Regions from separate parts of the Mus musculus genome. Here region 2 is linked to region 1. The links are chromatin contacts, called in public promoter capture Hi-C maps. All regions are on one chromosome and are shown on one strand. Each heading gives the region's core, a stretch centred on a gene start, on an enhancer-like site or on the middle of the called end of the contact. The rest is flanking DNA. Distances are from core to core; before and after follow the strand shown. Region 1 overlaps Clasp1 (CLIP associating protein 1). Region 2 overlaps Ralb (v-ral simian leukemia viral oncogene B).

The links. Promoter capture Hi-C pulls out the DNA fragments that hold promoters and counts their contacts.
Region 2: a promoter capture Hi-C map of embryonic stem cells shows a contact between it and region 1, with 5 times the contacts expected there. The contact joins two enhancer-like sites. A contact is called at or near these places in 2 of 39 promoter capture datasets (embryonic stem cells and hippocampal neurons) and 1 of 115 datasets of contacts at active chromatin or transcription factors (embryonic stem cells).

The regions. Positions count from the first base shown.
Region 1 is chr1:118,537,876-118,540,575 of GRCm38.p6, forward strand. Clasp1 (CLIP associating protein 1) reads left to right here. Exons shown (of 43, transcript NM_001359328.1): 26 at 1,391-1,494. Among named protein-coding and RNA genes, the nearest start is that of 2900060B14Rik, 80 kb to the left of the region's middle. Within about 2 kb of position 1,341, at least 15 of the 459 cell types and tissues checked have an H3K27ac peak or open chromatin away from gene starts, as enhancers often do. A contact at or near this core is called in embryonic stem cells, where this site is marked.
Region 2 is chr1:119,498,307-119,501,006 of GRCm38.p6, forward strand. All of the region lies in intron 1 of Ralb (v-ral simian leukemia viral oncogene B), which reads right to left. It also overlaps the pseudogene Gm29454. Among named protein-coding and RNA genes, the nearest start is that of Ralb, 5.1 kb to the right of the region's middle. Within about 2 kb of position 1,330, at least 46 of the 459 cell types and tissues checked have an H3K27ac peak or open chromatin away from gene starts, as enhancers often do. A contact at or near this core is called in embryonic stem cells, where this site is marked.

The DNA of each region.
Region 1 (2,700 bases), core at 91-2,590:
ATTGATGATGTCTTGTTTTCTGTCCAAAAGCTTAAATGTATCATTTCATAAGTAAGTCAATTCATAGGGCCTGCTTAGCAGGTAAAGGCGCCTGACAACCTGAATTCTATATCTGAGACCCACACAGTGAGAACTGGCTCCTGCAAGTTGTCCTCTGACTCCCATCTGAGTACCATATCCCCTCCCCACAAAATAATCAATAAATTAACATGTAATTTAAGAAGAAGGACCAATTCCTGTAAAATGCTACATCCCAGCGTATTCTAAATGCTGAAGTGTGGCGAAGGCAGAGATTTGTTTTTCCTTATTAACTCAGGAAGGACATAGTTTTTATCTTAACATTTAATTAAGTATTAGAATTTTGATAAGTAAACCTTTCCTCAGTGGCCGCTAAGTCCTTCCTGGAATGCATAGCTCCACAGTCTTTCTCCTGCTGGAGCTTTGGTAAAGCTGGTCAGCTGGCTTAGTGGGACCTTAACAAGAAAGTCTTGGTTTACCCTGATGAAGAACAGCCTTGGGGGCTGGAGAGGCGGCTCCGTGGTTAGGAGCGCTTACCGCTGACCCATTCTGAGCTGCCAGCACCTGTATTAGGCAGCCTTTCACTCCAGCTCCAGGGCATCTGGCACCCTTTTCTGGCCTTTGAGCACATGTGTGACATACACTCACACAGACACACAAGCATGAACACACACACACGGTTTTAAATAAGAACTTTAAAATAATTGCTTAAATTGTAAAAACTTATCTTAAGTTTTTTGATTCTTTCTGCCTTTTCTATATAAAATTTATCATTCAAAAATCCTTAAAGGGACTCAGGTAAAATTTATACTGATAATGTTCTAAAAAGAAGTCACTAGCTTTTTGTGGTGTTTATTAGGTAATTTTAGTAAATTTAAACACTAACATTAACTCTTAATAACACTAAGGAAAATTAAGGTCAGTGTAATAATTTATCTCAGAGTTTTACTTTTTCCATCAGTTTGTATGAAATCTTGTTTCCCAAACCATGAAACTTGCTTATGTTGGACAAGCATCAGGGGCACTTACTTTCCTCTAGAAGAAAAGCTAAATAGATTAAAAGATTCAACCAAAGGCCCCGTTTGCTTCTATAATAAGTTCTATCATCTGTCTCAAGCCCTGTCGGGAACATAATGTCTAGAACAGGCTTCACTTAAAAAATCAAAATCCAGAGAAGGAAAAGCCCAAGTTGTGACCCATTAGTGTTAAATGTGAGTACCTTAGTCCCTACCACTGGCAGGCAAGTCCCGTGCAGTTCAAACTGGCTAGGGAATGTTGGTGTCTCTGTCTTTAGTGGGAGGAGGCAGGACTCCTCCAGAGGACTGAGAAAATGTAAGTAGACTAACAGGTTCTGCTTTTGTTTTCTGAATAGATCGGTTTGGGCTGGGCCAGTCAGGACGAATCCCTGGTTCTGTGAACGCCATGAGAGTCTTGAGTACCAGCACTGACCTGGAAGCAGCAGTGGCTGACGCTCTGGTAAGGGGCACAGGGAGGATGGAATCACAGTTACTCATCTGCACTTGATCTTAGCCAAAAGGCCGAGAGGTGATACAGTTACTCATCTGTATATTCTGTCTTAACATCAAAGTGCCCTCAAGTAAGGTGACTAAGTTGTCTTCTGTACTCTTCTTCCAAAGTGTGTGAGTAGGGCTGGGATGATGGCTCAACCACCAAAGCACAGGCAAGCGTGAGTTCAGATGCCAGGTTCAGGGGTGACCTGCCTGTATTCCCAGAGAGCAGAAACGGGGTCCTCTGAGCCAGCTGGCCAGCTAGACTCCATACTAGTACTCTGTAGGATCTCATGAGAAACCCTGTCTCAAGTGAGTAAGGTTAGGACAGCCAAGGCCGTGCTCACAAAGCACATATGTATTCACAGGAGAAAAAGAAAAGCTATGTAAAGTTTATTGTTATTTTTTCCTCTCACACTTTTTACGACACATAGTCAAATTGGCCTTCCAGGAAACAGCGGCGTCAGGAACCTGACCCATGCTTCTGGGTATTCAGGAAATCTTGATGGCATTGGGCTCCCCACATGTCATCTAGCTATGGCTTTTGTTTTCTGTATATCATAGCTTCTTTTCCCACACTGTTTCCTGGTTTCCACCCCGTTGCCTCTGTTGCTTCACAGGCTTTGAGACCGGAAACTTACATTTATTCTGTTATATGAATCTGACTTAGGAGAGTCACCCACACCCCCCAAAATGGATCAACTTAGTATTTGAGAAAAATAGCTGAGACTGGAGAGCTAGCTAATAAAACACTTGTCGTGGAAGCACAAGGACCTGGGTTAAAGCCCAGAACCTGTGTATATAAAGCACCATGTGTGGTAGTACACCCCAGGCATCCCAGTGCCAGGGAGATGGAATGGCTGGCAGCAAGGTCAACAGCATCTGAGGAATGGCACCCCAGTTTGACTCTCTCTCTCTCTCCCTCTTTCTCTCTCTCTCTCTCTCTCACACACACACACACACACACACACAGAAAATTTTCCTAAATGTTAAGATTTAATCTCTAAAGTTGTAAAGCATGGGGGGGGGGCGGATTTTGCATATTAATTATAATATTTGGGGGAAAAAACATCAAGTGCACATGGCTCCTTCAGTCTGTGGCACAGCAAATATTCCTGTTGGGTCAGCTTCTGCTGAACTTGCCTCCTGGCTGGTAGAAAGAGTGCATTAGAAA
Region 2 (2,700 bases), core at 80-2,579, 960 kb after region 1:
CTTCATAACTGATTTTCTGTGATGCTGTGGACGGAGCCCAGGGCTTCAGGCACTCTAGGCAGGCACAGGGTCTCCCACTGGCCTGGAGTTCACTGCTCAGGCTAGATCGGCTGAGCAAGCCCCAGGGGAAGCGCCTGTGTGCACCTCTCCAGCACTGAGATTACAAACTCAAGCTGCCACAGTTCTGTTTTGCTTTGTGTTAGCATGGGTCCGGGGGAACAAGCCTGGGCACTTGTGCTTGCATTCCAAGACCTCACCAATTGAGCCATCTCCCCAGTCCATGTGAACTTTCTACATCAGTAAATGTAGCAGCCCAATGGCTTACCACTGATACCATCTAGCCCCTTTTCTGAACAGGCCCATAAACCTTTGCCCAGTGGCCCTGCCTCTCTCAGCTGCTATGCTCAGCACTTCCTACCTACTGCCTCTCTCTGCAGGGAGGAAGGAAGTCCTGAAGCAAAAGGAAGCAAGGTCCAGTCAAGACTCTGCAGACAGGGCTGCAAATATGGTCAAGCTAGCTGAGTGCTTGCCTCGTGTGCTTAAAGCCTTGGGTTTTGTTCCCCGAACCACACAAAGCTGGTTTGGTACGTACACCTCTGTAATCGCACCCGTGGGACGGGGATACAAGAGAATCAGGGATTGAAGGCTGTCTTCAACTACACACAGAGTTCAAGGACAGTCTTAGCTACATGACACCCAGTCTCAAAGAACAGAAGTAGCAGACTGACTTTGTAGTCATGCAGTAGAGAGAGGCGGAGCCTGTGTGAGGTAAGACCAGAAGAAGGGGGCTGGGAAGATACTACAGTGGATAAAGCACAGGCCGTGCGGTGTGAAGCTCTGGCTTCAGATCCCCAGGACCCATGGAAACAGTGTAGTGATCTCTCTATAATCCCAACAGAAGAGGCAGAGACAGGACAATCCTTGGGACTCACTGGCCAGCCTGTCTAACAGAATGGGCAAGCCTCAGCTTCAATTGGAGACCACATCTCAAATCGGAAGGTGGCCGGGCATAGCGTTTAACATCTTTAATCCAGTATCTGAGAGGCGGAGGCAGGAGGACCTCTGAGAGCGGCAGGCCAGCCTGCTCTATATAATGATGCCTCTGTTTGCACTACCTCAGATTGGGGATTACACAGTGAGACCCTGTCTCAAAAATAAAATTAAAGACTCCTCATCACCATGAATGTCCTGGCAGGTGCTCTCAAGAGCACCAAAAATGCTGAGAAGAGAGGCAAACGCCGGGTCCTCATCAGGCCATGTGTCAAAGCCATCGTTCGGTTCCTAACTGTGATGATGAAGCACGGTCACATGGTGAGTTTGCATCACTGATGATCACAGAGCTGGGAAAATCAATGTGAACCCTCACGGGCAGGTTGAGCAAGTGTAGCGCGATCAGCCCTAGGTTTGATCTGCAACTCAAACACCTAGAGAAATGGCAGAACAATCTGTGTCCACGCTGTCAGTTTGGTTTCCTTGTGCTGACAACCCCAGCTAGCATCAGGGACCACAAAGAAGCGAGACCAAAACACACAGGAGGGAGACCCCTGGGGTCCTTTCTCTAGAGGTGCAAAGCTCAAACAGAAAAGCCTCCGTAGACTATAAAATAAAATAAAATAGAATTAAAATTTAAAAAGTAATTAGGCGGAAGAACAGGTGAGACGGCTCAGCAGAGGAAGGTGAAACCGCCAAGCCTGGCAGCCCAGGTTCTATCTCTGGGAACCACATGGTTGGAGAGAGAGAGTCCATGTTGTCCTCTGAGCTCCACACATGTGTGCATACAATCTCCACACACACGAACTGATAATCATTTTCAGCTGCTCACCATGGAGATCAAAGATCACTTTATCAACATTTTTTTTTTTTTTGCCCACCAACTTGTTTTAGAGTTGATCTAAAAGAATCTCTGTGTTCTATTTGGTTTGGGGAACAGTAAGATTTAAATTTCTAATTTCTAAAGCGACTGCATATTTGGCTGATTAATTCTAGTGTCTAACGACAAAGAACCAGAAGAAAGAACATGAAATTTCAAGTATACCATGGAAGTTTCTAGAACAGCAGGAACCCAAGATGTGTCTTTATCCTCTACAGTACCCACATGCTTTGGAAGGCACCCCAACAAAAACCACCTCAATAGTGTCTAGTCTAAAGAGTGCTTATAAAGAAGCTAGGTAAGGTGGTATACGCCGTTAATCCTATGCTTAAAAGGCAGAGGCAGGTGGATCTCTGTAACTCAGAGGTCAGCCTGGTCTACATAGTGAGTTCCCAGGATAGCCAGGGCTACATGAGAGACCTTTCTCAAAACAAAAACACACAAACAGAAAACCTTTTAAAAGAAAAAAAAAAGTTGGAAGCTAGTCTTGGAGAAGGCCTGTGGCAGTCTGGATGTGACTCAGTTGTGGAATGTGAGGCTAGCACGCATGAAGTCCCGGTTCAATCCTCAGCACTGCCTAAACCACGTATAGAGGTGTGCGCTTGTTATCCCAGCACTGAGTGCGTAGAGGAAGGAGGACCAGAAGCTCACAGGAGTGCAGGGAGCAATGGATTAGTGGTAAGAGAGCTGGTTGCTCTTCCAGAGGACTTGGGTTCGGTTCCCAGCACCCATACAGTGACTCAAATCCACCTCTCTCACCTCAAGGGAACTGGAGGGAACCTCAAGCAAGGGTTCTGACCTCTTCTGACTCCTGCACACATGGGACACAT